2 separate regions of the Mus musculus genome follow, and region 1 is linked to region 2. The links are chromatin contacts, called in public HiChIP or PLAC-seq maps. All regions are on one chromosome and are shown on one strand. The core of a region is the stretch at or near the end of the contact, and the rest is flanking DNA. Distances in the headings are between cores, read along the strand shown.

Region 1 (6,827 bases), core at 3,112-5,611, 250 kb before region 2:
ACACATACTTCAGGCAGTAAGTGAGACTTCTGGGAGGTATGGGGTGACAAGCCCACAGTGGCTCTGACTGTCTGGTGCAGGGGACTGCTTGCATCTAGCCTGTGGCATGGACCTTGAGCCTCTATTTGATCCCTGGACATCACAAACAACCACAGGGCTGGGGGCTGGGAGGAAGCCCTGGCTTCTGGGATACTTCAGGAAGTGAGTTTACTTCCTGTTTGGGGTTCCCTACTTTTTAATTATTCTGACTGATTGTTCCTAGCTTGGGTTTGGGGGTTCAGTGGTGGCATAGATTCATGTCTTTGTGGGGATTGATAACAAATCCATCCTGCTTTCCCCTGTAATACAGTCTATTGTTTTAGTCTGCCTTGTTTTGTTTTGTTTTGTTTTGTTTTGTTTTGTTTTGCGTTTTCAAGACAGGGGTGCTCTGTGTAGCCCTGACTGCCCTGGACCTCACCCTGTAGACCAGGCTGGCCTCGAACTCACAGAGATCTGCCTAACTCTGCCTCCTGAGCGCTGGGATCAAAGGTGTGCGCCACCACCTCCAGCAGTCTGCTTTTCTGTTGCTGTGACAAAACAAAAGCAACCTGAGGAGGGAAGGATATCTCACAAATTCTGATCACAGCCCATCATTGAGGAAAGTTAGGGCAGGAACTCAAACAGGGCAGAGACCTGGAGGCCTGAGCTGAAAGTAGAGGCCATGGAGGAGTGCTGCTTATTGGCTTGCTCCCACAGATTGCTCAATTTGTTTTCTGTCCTCCCCTGCTCCTCCCCTTCCTCCTGTTCTCCTCCCCTCCCTCTTCCTCCTCCTCCTCTTACTCCTCCCCTTTCTTCCTCTCCCCTCTTCCTCGTCTTCCTCCTCCTCCTCTTCTTCTGTTTTGGTTTGTCAAGACAGGGTTTCTCTGTGTAGCCCTGGGCTGTCCTAGAACTCACAGAGATCCACCTGCTTCTGCCTCCTGAGTGCTGGGATTAAAAATGTTCACCACTGCCATCTGGCTTCTACTTGTTTTCTTAAACAACCCAGGACTACCAGGCCAGGAGTAACAGCACCCACAGTGGGTGGGGCCCTTTCACATCAATCATTAACAGGAAAATGACCCACAGATTTGCCTACAGCCTGATCTTAAGAGGGATTTTTTTCAGTTGAGGTTTCCTCTCAAGTGACTCTAGCTTGTGTCAAGTTGACAAAAGAGTAGCCAACACAGCTATATAGAAAGCACACACACACACACACACACACACACATACACACACACACACACACACACACAGAGGCACGCATGCACGCATGCACACACGCACGCACGCACACAGGTGTCATGGAGATGGAGAGGAGAGTGGGGTCCTTCGATAAGCTGGAAATGGCCACTGTCTAGAACTGATCTTAAACTGCAGATTTGAGAGCAGAGCAGTGGGCTCTTCCAAAGTGTCCTGGGTTCTGTTATCTCCACTATGAACAGCCCAGTGTGGAGCAGGCTGTGCATTGTGACGCAACAAAACTGGAGTCTGCTGGTCAGGCAGGAGGCCCCGGGGCTTTGATCTTAGACTTCCTGCCTCTCTCAGCATCTTCTAACCCAGCCACAAGCCAAGAAAAGAAACAGACTGTCCTATAGACAGCCCCATGAGGAACAGCTTCGATCTGTCCCCTTCCCTCTATCCCCATGGCCCATGGCTTCACTTCTGCTGATGTGGGAGGTAGGAAGTTCTGTGTGGTGGAAGCCGTTTAGACAATAAAGTGTTGCTTTAGTCTGTGTATATTGTGAAAAGACACCATGACCATGCAACTCTTATAAAGAAGAACACTTAATTGGGGCTGGCTGACAGTTTCAGAAGTTTAGTCCATTATCATCATGGCAGGAAGCATGGCGGCATACAGCAGACATGGCGCTGGAGAAGGAGCTGAGAGTTCTACAGCTGGATCTGCTGAAGATATATACATATATATATATATATATAGAGAGAGAGAGAGAGAGAGAGAGAGAGAGAGAGAGAGACGCAGGGTCTGGCTTGGGCTTTAGAAACCTCAAAGCCCACCCCCAGTGACACACTTCCTCCAAAAAGGCCACACCTCCCAATCCTTCCAAGTAGTGTCACTCCCCGATGCCTAAGCATGCAAATTCATGAGCCTACAGGGCTGTTCTTATTCCAACCACCTCCAGTGTGGGCAGCATTGCTGGCTGCTTCCCATTAGAGCTGGTTAGCAGGCTTCTACCCCAGTTTTCACAGTTTCCCCTGACATTGCTGAATGTCTGTGGGCTGTGGCACAGAGGGCAGCACCTCTGCCTGACAGTAGAATCTAGCTAGGCTGCTAGGTCTCATTCTGTTGTCCCCCTTCCCCTGCCACCATCACCCTCCCCCTGCCACCATCCCCCTAGCCCTGCCATCATCCCCTCCCTCCCCCCTCATCCTCTCCCCCTTTATCCCCCTCCCCCTCCATCTTTTCTCCCTTCATCCCCCTCCCCTTCCATATCCTTCCCCTGCCACCATCCCCCTCCCCCTACCACCATCCCCCTTGCCCTGCCATCATCCCCTCCCTCTCCCCTCATCCTCTCCCCCTTCATCCCCCTCCCCCTCCATCCTCTCCCCCTGCCATCATCCCCCTCCCCCTCCCCCTCCCTTCATCCTGCCACTTCCCCTCCTTGATGCTGTGTCAGGGTCTTTCCAACAGGTTGCAACTAAAGATCCAAGAAGCAACTGAAGGGAAGAAGGGTTTATTGTGGCCCCCGGCTTGAGGGCCACAGTCCACTGCGACACGAAAGGCATGGCGACAGAAATAAGAAGCTCCTCATCACAGCGCATCTGTAGCCACGAAACAGAGGGACAAGAACGGAGGCCATAAAACTTCAAAGTCACTCCAGCCACCTTCTTCCTCCAGTGAGGCTCCACTTCCTCCCCCCAAAAGTAGTATCACCATCTGGGGACCAAGAATTGAAACATATGAGCCTATGGGGTGGGGGTGGGGGGCGTTCAAGTCCAATTGTGACAAGCACTCAGCAGCCTCCCCCCCCCCCCCCCGTCTGCTCTGAGCCCAGCTTCCTGTGCCTTGCAGCCACGTTCCTCCTTTCAGAACTACTCAGAGCACCTTCTGAGGGCAGCAGCATCTAAAGAAATTTCCCCAGAGCCTACGAGATGGCCTGGTAGATAAATGAGCATCGCGCTCATAGGCTTTATATTTGAATGCTCAGTCACTGGGGAGTGGAACTGTTTGGGAAGGACTATGGGGAGTGGCCTAGTTAGAGGAGGTGTGTCACTTGGGGTGGGCTAACAGAAACTCATCCCTCCCCCGCCCTAGAGATCAGAATGTAGGAGCTCAGCTACTGTTCCGGCACCATGTCTGCCCGCCTACCTGTCTGACTGTGTGCCTGCCTGTCTGCCTGCCTGCCTGCTTGCCTGTATATCTGCCTGCCTGTGTGCCTGCCTGTCTGCCTGTCTGCCTGTCTGCCTGTCTGTCGTCTGCCTGCCTGCCTGTGTGCCTGCCTGTGTGCCTGTGTGCCTGCCTGCCTGCCTGCCTGCCTGCTTGTCTACCTGCCTGCCTGCCTGCCTGCCTGTCTGCCTGTCTGCCTGTCTGCCTGTCTGTCTGTCTGTCTGTCTGCCTGCCTGCCTGCCTGCCTGCCTGCCTGCCTGCCTGTCTGCCTGCCTGCCTGCCTGTCTGCCTGCCTGTCTGTCTGTCTGCCTGCCTGTCGTCTGCCTGCCTGCCTGCCTGCCTGCCTGCCTGACTGCCTGCCTGCCTGTCTGTCTGCCTGCCTGCCTGCCTGCCTGTCTGCCTGGCTCTACACTGTGATAATACTGGACGCACCCTCTAAAGCTATAAGAAAACTCTCAATAAATGCTTTCTTTGGTAAGTTGAGTTTGTCATGGTGTCCCTTCACAGCACTAGAACAGAGACTAAGACAAGAAGCTTTGATGACCTGAGTTGGTTCCTGAGACCCAGCTGGTAGAGACAAGAACTGACTGCCTCAAGTTGTCCTCTGACCTTCATGTGTATGCACGAGACATACACACTCATACACGTGTATGCATGAGAAGGCATGCACTCAAATGCATGTGTATTTTATGTATACACACAAAATAAATAAAAATGTAAAAGGAAATTTCTCTTTAACAAACCTAATCCCACCTAAACAGCAAGAAGGAAGCCTGCAGGAAGCTGGCTAGTGACTGGGCTCTTTCCTCTGCCACTCTGAGTGACAGGTCTTGGGTTCTCTTTTGTGGTCTCTGAACACTTATGGAGTTCCACGGAGCTTAGATTCCAGCTTGACCTCTGTGATCCACAGGCAGATACACTCCAGTTTTACCAGTCCTGCCCACTGGCTGACAGTTCTGGAACCCTGTGTCTCTGCAGCGGCCTCAGTCTCTGCAGGCAGGGGCCTCCTAGCACATTTGGTTTTAATTCCCTGAACTCTTAAGTGCATTTGGTTGTCCCGATGTCCTGAGGAGATAAAAATCACACACATGTGAACTGAAAGTTGAGTGAGCCTGGGAAAGCGGGGGTGGGGGGGGTGGGGGGTGGGGGGAGGGAGAGGGAAAAGGGGAGGGAGAGGGAGGGGGGGAGGGGGAGGGGAGAAAGGGATTGTTAGAACACCCCCCTAAATTCCCCAGAATGCACAGTTCACCTTTGGCGAATGTGAGGGAGCTGGGGACTGTATGTGTGACAGAGTCCTTTCCTGAGCCCATAAGAGAGGAGAGTGAATGGCAGAGGCCACCCAGATGGGGAGCATGGGAAGGGGTGATTCTTCTGAACCCAAGATGTAGGAAAGGGGTCCAAAGGCTGTAAGTGTTTTCAGAGAACCAGGGAAAGGAATTTCACTCACAGACAGGCATACAGACATACATACACAGGCATACACACAGACACAGACACACACACAATCTTATACACAGACACACAGTCACACATATACACAGATACAGAGACAGACACACACACAAGCACATACACAGACATACAAACAGGCACATATACAGATACACACAAGCACATACGCACACAGTCAGACACATACACAGAAAGACAGATACACCCACACAAGCACAGACGGACACACAGACAGACACATACACAGCCACACAGACACAAACACGCCACACAGACTCCAACAAAACCCTTATATCAATGCACAGAGAATGCGACCAGATACCTAGGCTCTACAAATAAAGTCAGTCTCTTGCATTTTTTGAGTGAAGTCCAGTTTTTAAATGTCAGGACACCATCAGGGACCGGCTCAGTGCACAGGCTGGCCTGGAGGGGCTGTGAGCTGCAGCTTCCCAGCTCCACGCAGCAGCTTTCAATTACTCAAATTTACACCTCACTTGGGAATGTGTACGTGTTTATGTGCTCTGTGTGTGTGTGTGTGTGTGTGTGTGTGTGTGTGTGTGTGTGTGCATGTCTGTCCTTATTAGTAGCCGCAGCTGGGACGTCCTACCACAGAAGCCACACAGGAGGAATCCCGTCATTCTTCTGTCCTACCTGGCAGCCTGAGCTACAGTCCCCGTCCCCAAGCCTCGGCCTCTCTGGTCAGATTGGGCTGTCACGACCTGCCCAAGAACTGTGCTAAACCCCAGAAAGACCAGGTGTTTCAGACCCAGGCGTGGCACTGGGCAGAAACTCACCAGTCTTCTGTCCCAGGTCCCAGGCCAGTCTACCTCCATATGAAGCATATGGTGAGATCTCCCTTAAGGGAGTTCTGGGATGTTTCTCGGCCCCTCAGCCCAACCCAGGCTCCCCCATGGCTGTCCTTTGACATCTATTCCTATGTTTTCTTTGTTTTCTATCAACTCCAGCTCTTGTATGCACCCTGCACATGCTAGGTGCTAATCCAACAATGGCTGAATACACGATCCCCTCTCTCCCCGCTGTCTGTGGACGATCCAGAGATAGTGGAGGGTCGAGCAGGCAGAGAACCAGCTATACTCCTAAGGCACCTCCTCAGACCCCAACCTTGAGATGCAATAAAGACACTGACGGGCAGTTATGTGAACTTGTGCATCTGGGCACCATGGTCTCATGCAATGATATCAGAGAATGATCAACTGGCAGCCATGGGGAAGCAGACGCTATGCATGCAGGCAAACACAGATGCTGGTGTTCGTGGAAGGAGCCCTCGTCGGGCATGCATAATCCATTAGGGCAAAGTGAATGCAGCTAGCAACAGAGCCTAGAGCCGCAGCATGATCGCATGAGCTTGGGCCCAGCGAAGGTCAGCGGGAGAGCGTTGCAGGGAGCTGCTAATCCCATTGGATTCCTGTGTGAGTAAAGGTTAGACAAACATGTTCTCGGAAACAGGCCCTTTCACTGAGGGGCAGCTCAAAGAAACACTCTTTTCTTCTGCCCTTGCTCCAGCTACTCCAGAAAATTCCACCTTAGTTTAATTTGAAAACAAAGTCTTCCCCTATTTCTCGGGTTGACCTCAAGACACTGGTGCACTCAAGGCTGCTCTGTACCGGGTATCACATGTAGGATGAAGTGGCCCAAGGTGGCTTCCCCAACCTTGACGCTGATGGCCCTCAAGGTCTATAAATCCACTCACAGGCTATCTGCTTCTAGTAAGATGACTATTTAGGGGGTACCGTAGGCTTCAATTGTGGCTCAGGGTGGCTGGGTAACTTAATAGAGGAGATGCAATTCTGAAAGTCAAGGACACAGAGAGACAGATGTGTTGCCAGGTTGACTGCCCCCTCAGTCCATGGCAGAGAGAAAGTAGTGCCAGGAAACCCAGGACTCCAGTTCTGGGGACATTATCGGGTCTGCAGACTGTCGGCATCCATGACAATGGTCAAACTCACTTTGTTTCCACGTAAAAGTTTTCCCCTTTGAGACGACAGGCCTA
Region 2 (7,152 bases), core at 1,449-3,948:
GGCCACTAACAAAAAAAAAAAAAACCCAAAAAACAACAACAACAAAAAAAAACCCAATCTTTTAAAAATCACAGCTCCTGAGAGTTCTTTTCGTTCAGGCCAGGAACTGACTTTCGTTCAAGCGTGGTCTTCTCCACTACGTGAGCCGTGTTGGCCACTTAATACCCCAGCCTTTGCAGAAAAGGGGCAACTTCACTGGTCAGAGCCACGTGTTAGACACAAGCGGAAAGAGTCAGTGTTTACCTTTGCGAATGACAGTCTGATCGTGTAGGAGCAAGTGCGCGTCGTCCACATTCTGGGGGGGAAATGACAATTTCTTTTAAGTTTGGAGGAAGGTGGAAAGGCTGGAGGGTAAGGTAGAACCCCCACCCCACCCCCAGCCTCCCGCCCCCGCTGCTCACCTGCACCTCCTCTATGGGGTGAGCCATCTCGTGCAGCCCCAGGTTCTCAGCCAGGCCGGCTTCCAGGGCGTGCGCGTGAGGCAGCAGCAGGTCGGACCGGCGGTAGACTTCCCGCCGGGCGCTCACCGAGCCCCCCTCCAGCCCTGAAATATGGGGTATTAGACTTGCAGAGCGGCTGTGGTGCGAGGCCAGGCTAGAGCCCTCCTGACTCTGTCGACCCGGCCAGGCCTGTTGCTGGCTGCCGGTGGCCGCAGGCTGGTGCAGGGGGTTCATGGCGGCAGCGTAAGCCTCTCCCAGATGCGAGTAATGGTCGGCGGACTGCGAGTATGCCAGCTGCTGGTAAGGCGGCGGGAAGTAAGGAGGCGGCTGGTACTCTGCAACCCCGGTGTGCGAGAGAGGCGGCGCGGGACTGTAGAGATGTTGTCCCGGAGAGGAGAGGTGAGGGATGCGAGGGTTGCCATTACTGCTCGAGTCGTGGCGATCCTGGGAGAGAAACAGGAGAGACCCGGTTAGTACGAAACCCTGCTACAGCGAACAAGCAAGCCAGGAGAGGGGCACCTATGCGCCCCACCAAGCTCACACCACCCGTCTCGATCCGCCCCAGAGCCCGAGAGCCCCCGGGGACAATGAGCTCCCCGGACTTCGTTGTGAGCCTATCGGTCTAAGACCTGAGGGGACGAATCCTTCGAGCCCTCTGGCGAAGGTTCCCGCGCTGCGTCGCTTGGAGGTGCCAAGAGCGCGTTCCGCGCCACAGTCCGGTTACCCGTGCCCCAGGGGTTCGGCGTGCGGCGACCTCGGCGCACAGCGCCCTCGTTCAACAACCCTCCTCCCATGTCGCTGCGGCGCGCAAATAGCGCGGATAATGCGCAACGCCGACGAAGGGCGCGTTTCCCCGCCCCAAGGATCATCCCCCTCTCACTCCCTTAAGAGGCGGCCGCGCCGCGGAAGTGACACTCTCAGGTAAGGCCTCATAGTAATGTCGTCCGGAGAGACCGGGAGCCGACACGCGGGATCGGAGCTGTGATCCTTGCTAGCCAAGCCCGTGCCTTCTGCGCCTTAGGAAGTGAGGTCTTCCAGCCCGGCCATGGTCAAGGTTCTCACACATCCCGGTGTAGAGAAGGAATGAAAAGACTCTGCCAAACTGGGCAACCTTTGCCTGCGCACGTCCCCTCGCCCCAAGGCGGTCAGACTTAATTCCTAAAAGATGTGTCTTCATCAGTCCCAGGGGTCAGAAGGGTAGCAGGGACACAGGAGCGGGGCACTGTCGCCCCCTAGCGGAAGCCGCCCGGGCATGCACGCAGGGGCAGCCCCTCGAGGTCGTGCGGGTGCGGTGCGCTCCCGCAGCCTGGCCGCCGGCCTCTCCTCCCCACGTTCCCCGGTGCTCGCCTCGCGCCGCCTGAATCTTCTTCCTCTTCCCGCTCGCCGCCTCCCTCCCTCCTACTCTCCGAAACTCTAGCTCAACCTGTCCGACAGGCTAGAGTACTCGCGAGCGCTCAAGGCCCCATCTGGCTTCACCCCCACCCCACAGTCCCCAACCCCCACTTCTCTTGAAAACCAGGTTGCAGTTGTTTGGACTTTTCTTTTCTTTCTTTCTTTTTTTTTTTTTCTTTCTCGAGGAGGTAGCGGGGCAGGTGACAAGCCTTCCTTGGAGGAGACTCCTCAAAGGTGTCGCTGGCAGGGAAGCTTCCGTGGACACTGGACAGACTTCGTGGGAAAAAAGCCACGTCTGAGACCCGGAGACAGGGCGCTCTTCGGGGAAAATGGAAAGGAGGGCCGTGCGCTTCGTAGGAACCCACAGTTGAGTTCTGCGGGTGGGTTTGCCACGCTCTTGCCAGGCCTTGTCCCCGAGAGACAAGACCAGATTCAACAAGGGGCCCAGGAGATGGCCGAAGACTGGCCCTCATCCCTCCCGAAGGCGAGGGCTCCGCGCAAACGTCCCCAGCCTTGGCCAGCAGCCCTGGGACCCCGCTCGGGCCGGCGGGGCTACGTTCCCTAGCCCCCGCTCACCTCGCAATCCTCTTCATACTTGACATTATCTGTTATTTTCCACAACATGGCGTCCGGCGTCCCCCAAAATAGTCGCCAGTTAAATCCAGGCTCCCCCCACCCCCCGAGCGGTAAATCCACAATCGGGGTCACGGTGGCCAGGCGTCTGCCGCCGCCCCCGCCGCGCGCGCCGGCCTTGCTGTCCCAGTCACTGGACGCGCATCGGTGGCTGTGCACAGAGATGTGGTCGCCGTGGGTGTGTAGAGGCCGCAGCCGTGGACCGGAGAAGCCTCACCCTCACAGTGTGTCCCGGCGATAGCCGGGGGACCCGAACGCCTTAATGGGAAGGAAATTATCATAACTCCTCCCCGGGGGCCGGCGCCGCGCGGAGGCCCAGGCGCCGGGCGGGGCAGCCCCCAGCCAGTCCCTGCCTAGCTCCGCCCCGCACCCTGCCTAGCGTGTTGCAGGACCAGGCGTCGCGAGGGGCTCGCAGGGGCATCAGTGGGCGGTCTCTGACAACCGCAGACCTGCCAAGCTGAGGTGCCCAAACGTGGCTTCCTTTGCCTGCCAGCCCCCTTGCACACCTTAGACTGGCAGAGCTGACAGCTGGGATTTCCCCACCTCAAGAACCGTCCTTCATCCTCCTAAAAAATGGATGTCACTTGAGAGTTGAAGACGCCCCATTCCAGGGTGTCTCAACTCCTGGGGTTCCCTGACACCTCGCCCCAGCTGTTCCGACAGACATTTAAGGATTGGGCTGAGAAATAGCTAAAGTCCCACTGTTCCCTAGTGCCCCCCCCCCCCTTTCCCTCTCCCTGGGTACTTTACTGACCTGCCCACTGAGGGAAGGGAGGGGAAGGATTCCGAGAAGGAGTCCGCTCCCCCAGCTCCAAAGAGGAAACTCACGGTAATACCTGCTGTGAATAAATCGGACAACCGCGTGCTGCAGCTATAGCCCGAAGCTGTATCTGGCTGCGGGCCGTGGCTGGAGGAGACCCGAGCTCCCCCGCCCAGGCCCATCCCTGCTGCGATGCCCAGCCCTGCGGAGCGCCGGTTCTGCAGCTGTCACGGGCGGCTCTTCAGAAGCCTCTACTCGCCCAGGAAAAGAGGTTCCAGGCAGAATAAACCTCCATCGCCACGGGCCGCGTGGAATGAGGTGCTGTAAAGTGGGAGGGGGACTACAGGGAGGTCGCCCTGAGATATGGGCACACCTCGTCCCATGGGAGGCAGAAAGCAAAGCTTCTATCCACAGAATGCTGCTGCACCCCAAGATTTTCCGTCCAAGCCAAAAAGCAATACTCAGTGTTATTTTTTAATTCAACGAAACGAAAATAATTGGCCTAATTGTTATAGTTAATTTTTTTCATCCCAAACAGAAAGTCCACAGTTCTCGAGAGCTAATCTTGTTAGTCCGTCCCAACAGTATATGGAGATTGGCTTCAAACAGTGGAATTGGAGGCAGGGACTATTTCGGATTGATTCCGAAGCCAATTACACAATTCTTGATACCCATCAGCCCAGTGGCCAGGACCTGTTGGGAACGTGCCTCCCGTATCCACAGACTAAAATAATTTGCTCTCTTCCTGCTCCTCGTCTGTAAGCATTTCCCTAGACCCAGATAGGCCTGAAGTAAAGTAACTAAAATTAAAATAGATGTTCAAGCCAACCGTTCCCCCATGGTCTTAGAGAATAGCCGCATGCAAAATAGCTTTCTGGCCAGTTGACCCTAACAGACCCAGGAAGTTGAAACCGCGGGAATCAAGGGGGCTTTTCCGGCTAAGTTAAAAAGGCAGGCAATCCAGACCGAGCCTCCAAAACAGAGGCCCTGGAATTAGCGGGAGAAGAGGGCACCTGCTCCAGAAAGAACTGGTGCTGCCCGCATCAAGCTCAGGACTGGGAACGCCAGGTCCCAGGCTCTCTCTGGAAGGCAACTGTCACAGGTCTGGCGGGGTTCCGCTCCTCTCCTGGCCAGGGGGGGCGGTGCGGCTCACCCTACCCCAGGCTTTCCCTGTTCTTCCCACCTCAGCGATAATCCAAGAAGCCCAGGGGGACCGAGTGCTTTCTGCACCGGAGCTTTCGGCCGAGTGGGGAGGGGGGAGGACGACAGAAGGGCATGAAGGGTCTGCATTCGCCTTTCCTCAGCCCCCCCCCCCCCCCCCCGCGCCCCGAGTCTGGGGACTTGGGAACCGCTAGACAAGGCTATTCATTCTCTCTAAAGCGACAGCGCAGCGCTTGATGGAGAGGACAGTTGCACACAGGATTTCCTCGACTCTGGAGGACCCTGTCCCATCCACACCCAGCTTGGGGGCCGGGACCTGGACACAGAGTCCAGGTGCAGGAAGCTTCCGCCTTCCTTGAGAGCTCAGCTTCTCTGATGGTTCCCGCGCTCCAAACAATCTCCTACCATCGCCCACGGAAAGACGTTGACCCGTGTGGTTGTACCCCTTGGCAGCCAGGGCTGGGTAAGGTGTCCTGCCCACCTCCCATTCCCCCCGTCCCCGGGACTAAGAACTTGCTCTAAGGTCCCCGTGCAGAGATATGGGAGTGGAAGGAAGGCTGCCAGGGGCTCAGCTCTGCCGCCCCCTAGGGAGCCTGCAGTCACTCACACTCTGGCAACGCAGGTCGGTCCCTCTCATTGGGACGAGACTGGAGCCGCCCAGGTGTGTGTGAGTGAGTGTGTGTGTGCGCGCGCGCGCTCACCGGCACCCTAAATGCCCAAATGTGAGACACCTCCAAAGAAACACGCGAGGGTGCGTCTGTCAATGTGGCTTGGGGTCTCCAGTCTCCTATCCTGCCACCACCCAAGGCCAAAGAAGTCAGTTTGGAGTTTTCTATTATAAAACTGGACTGAAGTGCAGGCGGCAAGACTCCTCTTTTGGCCTTAGGGAAAGGGCTCCTAAGAAAAGGTGGACCCCGAGCACTTCGCAAGTGCGGCGCCACGTCCGGGGGTGGGGTGGGGAACTCTATTCCGCGCCCCTAGGGACAATGAAGGACTACAGTCAACTACCTAGCAGCCTGGGTTGGGCAGGGCCCTAGAAACCGGTTTCTGCCACAAATCTCTGGAGGAGGGTGTCCATCCACGCCCCACCCTCCTGTCCTAGAATGGGCAAGCACCGGACTTTGGGCAAAAGCCGGAGGGATGGCTCCGTGGATAGAGGCGCCTGCCGCCAAGTTTAAAAACACAGGGTAGGAAGAGAGAACCTACTCCCGCCACAGATCCACGGCCATACACACAGTGCGTACCTATCCACGGCCATACACACAGCGCGTGTGCACACACTCTAAACACATGCACAATAAAGACATACCTTTTAAAACACAAAGAGCTTCCAGAACTAAGCGCAGAGGTGTTGTTGATAACAATCCTCGGGCGCTCCAAAATAATGCCCATCGATTTTTTAAAATTTCTAACAGAATAAATGTAGGCCCATAGATGTAGGGACCTCAGCCCCACTCAGCTCAGTGAGTCTAGCTCAGGGCCGCAGGGGCCTGAAGCGGTTTCCCAGCCTTTGGGTCTTCCTACTAGGCAACTCTTTACAAACAGGCAAAGTAAAACGAAATTCGAACCCTTGACTTTACCAGGCTCCCCGGGACCCATTTTGTCCAAGGCCTGCCCGGGGGGCCGCACTCCTGTGCTCAGCGCTGGCCAAATCCTTCTCTCTGCGGCGGCAGCAAAGGTGAATCTGAATTGGCTTCCTTTAAACAATAATCTGAGGCCTCTCTCCCAGTCTCTAGAACCCCGAAGGAGACAATCCTGAGACTGCCCTACCCTGCCCCCGGGGACCCTCGAACACTTGGAGTCGGGCTTGTCACCTTCCCAGGGCGTCCTGGGGCCCATATCCAAGCGACCTAAGCGCTCCGAGCGCAGGCGGGAGACCCATATACCTAGAGGCCTTCTAGGGTACTAGGCTTCCACACACCTCTAGGCCAGATGAGCCCCGCGGCCTTAAGTCACTTATCTTAGTCGCCGCCAGGCGCAGAGGAGGCCCACGGTGGCCAAGGGCTGGGGAGATTGGCGGCAGGACAGCGCGCCAGCGACCCTGCGCCCACGGACGGACGCCCGGTCCAGCCCCGCGGTCCCCTCCAGTGGCCCTCCTCTGCCTGTAAGCTCCTCACCCTTAGCAACTGGAAACTCATGGTGTTAGCTCTGGAGCCGGCTGTGAGCAGGGGTTAAAGACAGAAGAGTGGCCAGAGAGAGCTCCCCGAGGGCCGAGGCGTGAGCAGTAAAGTCGCTTGGAGCGTTTATTTCTTAAAGGCAAAAAGGGGTGGGTGGAGAGATTCCCGTGGAGGCCAGCTATCGCTATTGGAAGGCACTCCTGGACAGGCCTCCTCCCTCTTGCCTGGCCTTCCTCCCACCCCCTTGAAAACTCCACCTTTGGAAAGGGTCGTCTCTAAGGGTTTCCAGGTTTACTTGTAGATGTAAAAAGAATATTTTTTTAAAAAGGTTTAATTTCCAAGGCCCAAACCATTGACATTTCCATGAAATTTCTGCCTCATTTCTAGAAATCTTTTTTTTTTTTAAGTTTAATTTCCAAGGCCCAAATCATTGACATTTCCTGCCTCATTTCTAGTTTGATCTAACTGCAGACACATTCTACTTTCCCAGATCTAGCTAAAATTACACTGGAAAGGGGGTGATGACTTGTCTGGGTAAGGCTGGGGTCTTTAAATGCCAGAAAACCCCCTCTGCGAATGGTCAGTAAAGAAACAGTCCAGGTATTCAAGTTTAGGAGGTAAGGGGGGGGGGGACCCAAATGTACAATAA

The links. HiChIP or PLAC-seq counts read pairs in DNA pulled down with a chosen protein or histone mark.
Region 1: an H3K4me3 HiChIP or PLAC-seq map of embryonic limb bud shows a contact between it and region 2, with 5 times the contacts expected there. The contact joins the enhancer-like site here to the promoter of Tfap2c in region 2. A contact is called at or near these places in 15 of 39 promoter capture datasets (the 3T3-L1 cell line, the SN4741 cell line, cranial neural crest and 8 more), 4 of 484 Hi-C or Micro-C datasets (differentiating embryonic stem cells, embryonic stem cells, nephron progenitors and 1 more), 15 of 115 datasets of contacts at active chromatin or transcription factors (craniofacial prominence, embryonic basal ganglia, embryonic forebrain and 9 more) and 1 of 9 other capture datasets (embryonic stem cells).

What each region holds. Positions count from the first base shown.
Region 1 is chr2:172,799,490-172,806,316 of GRCm38.p6, reverse strand. No RefSeq gene overlaps it. Among named protein-coding and RNA genes, the nearest start is that of 1700055K11Rik, 57 kb to the left of the region's middle. Within about 2 kb of position 4,361, at least 10 of the 459 cell types and tissues checked have an H3K27ac peak or open chromatin away from gene starts, as enhancers often do. A contact at or near this core is called in embryonic limb bud, where this site is marked.
Region 2 is chr2:172,545,139-172,552,290 of GRCm38.p6, reverse strand. It overlaps Tfap2c (transcription factor AP-2, gamma), which reads right to left and starts at 2,698. Exons shown (of 7, transcript NM_009335.2): 1 at 2,409-2,698; 2 at 402-884; 3 at 244-295. The coding sequence starts at 2,456.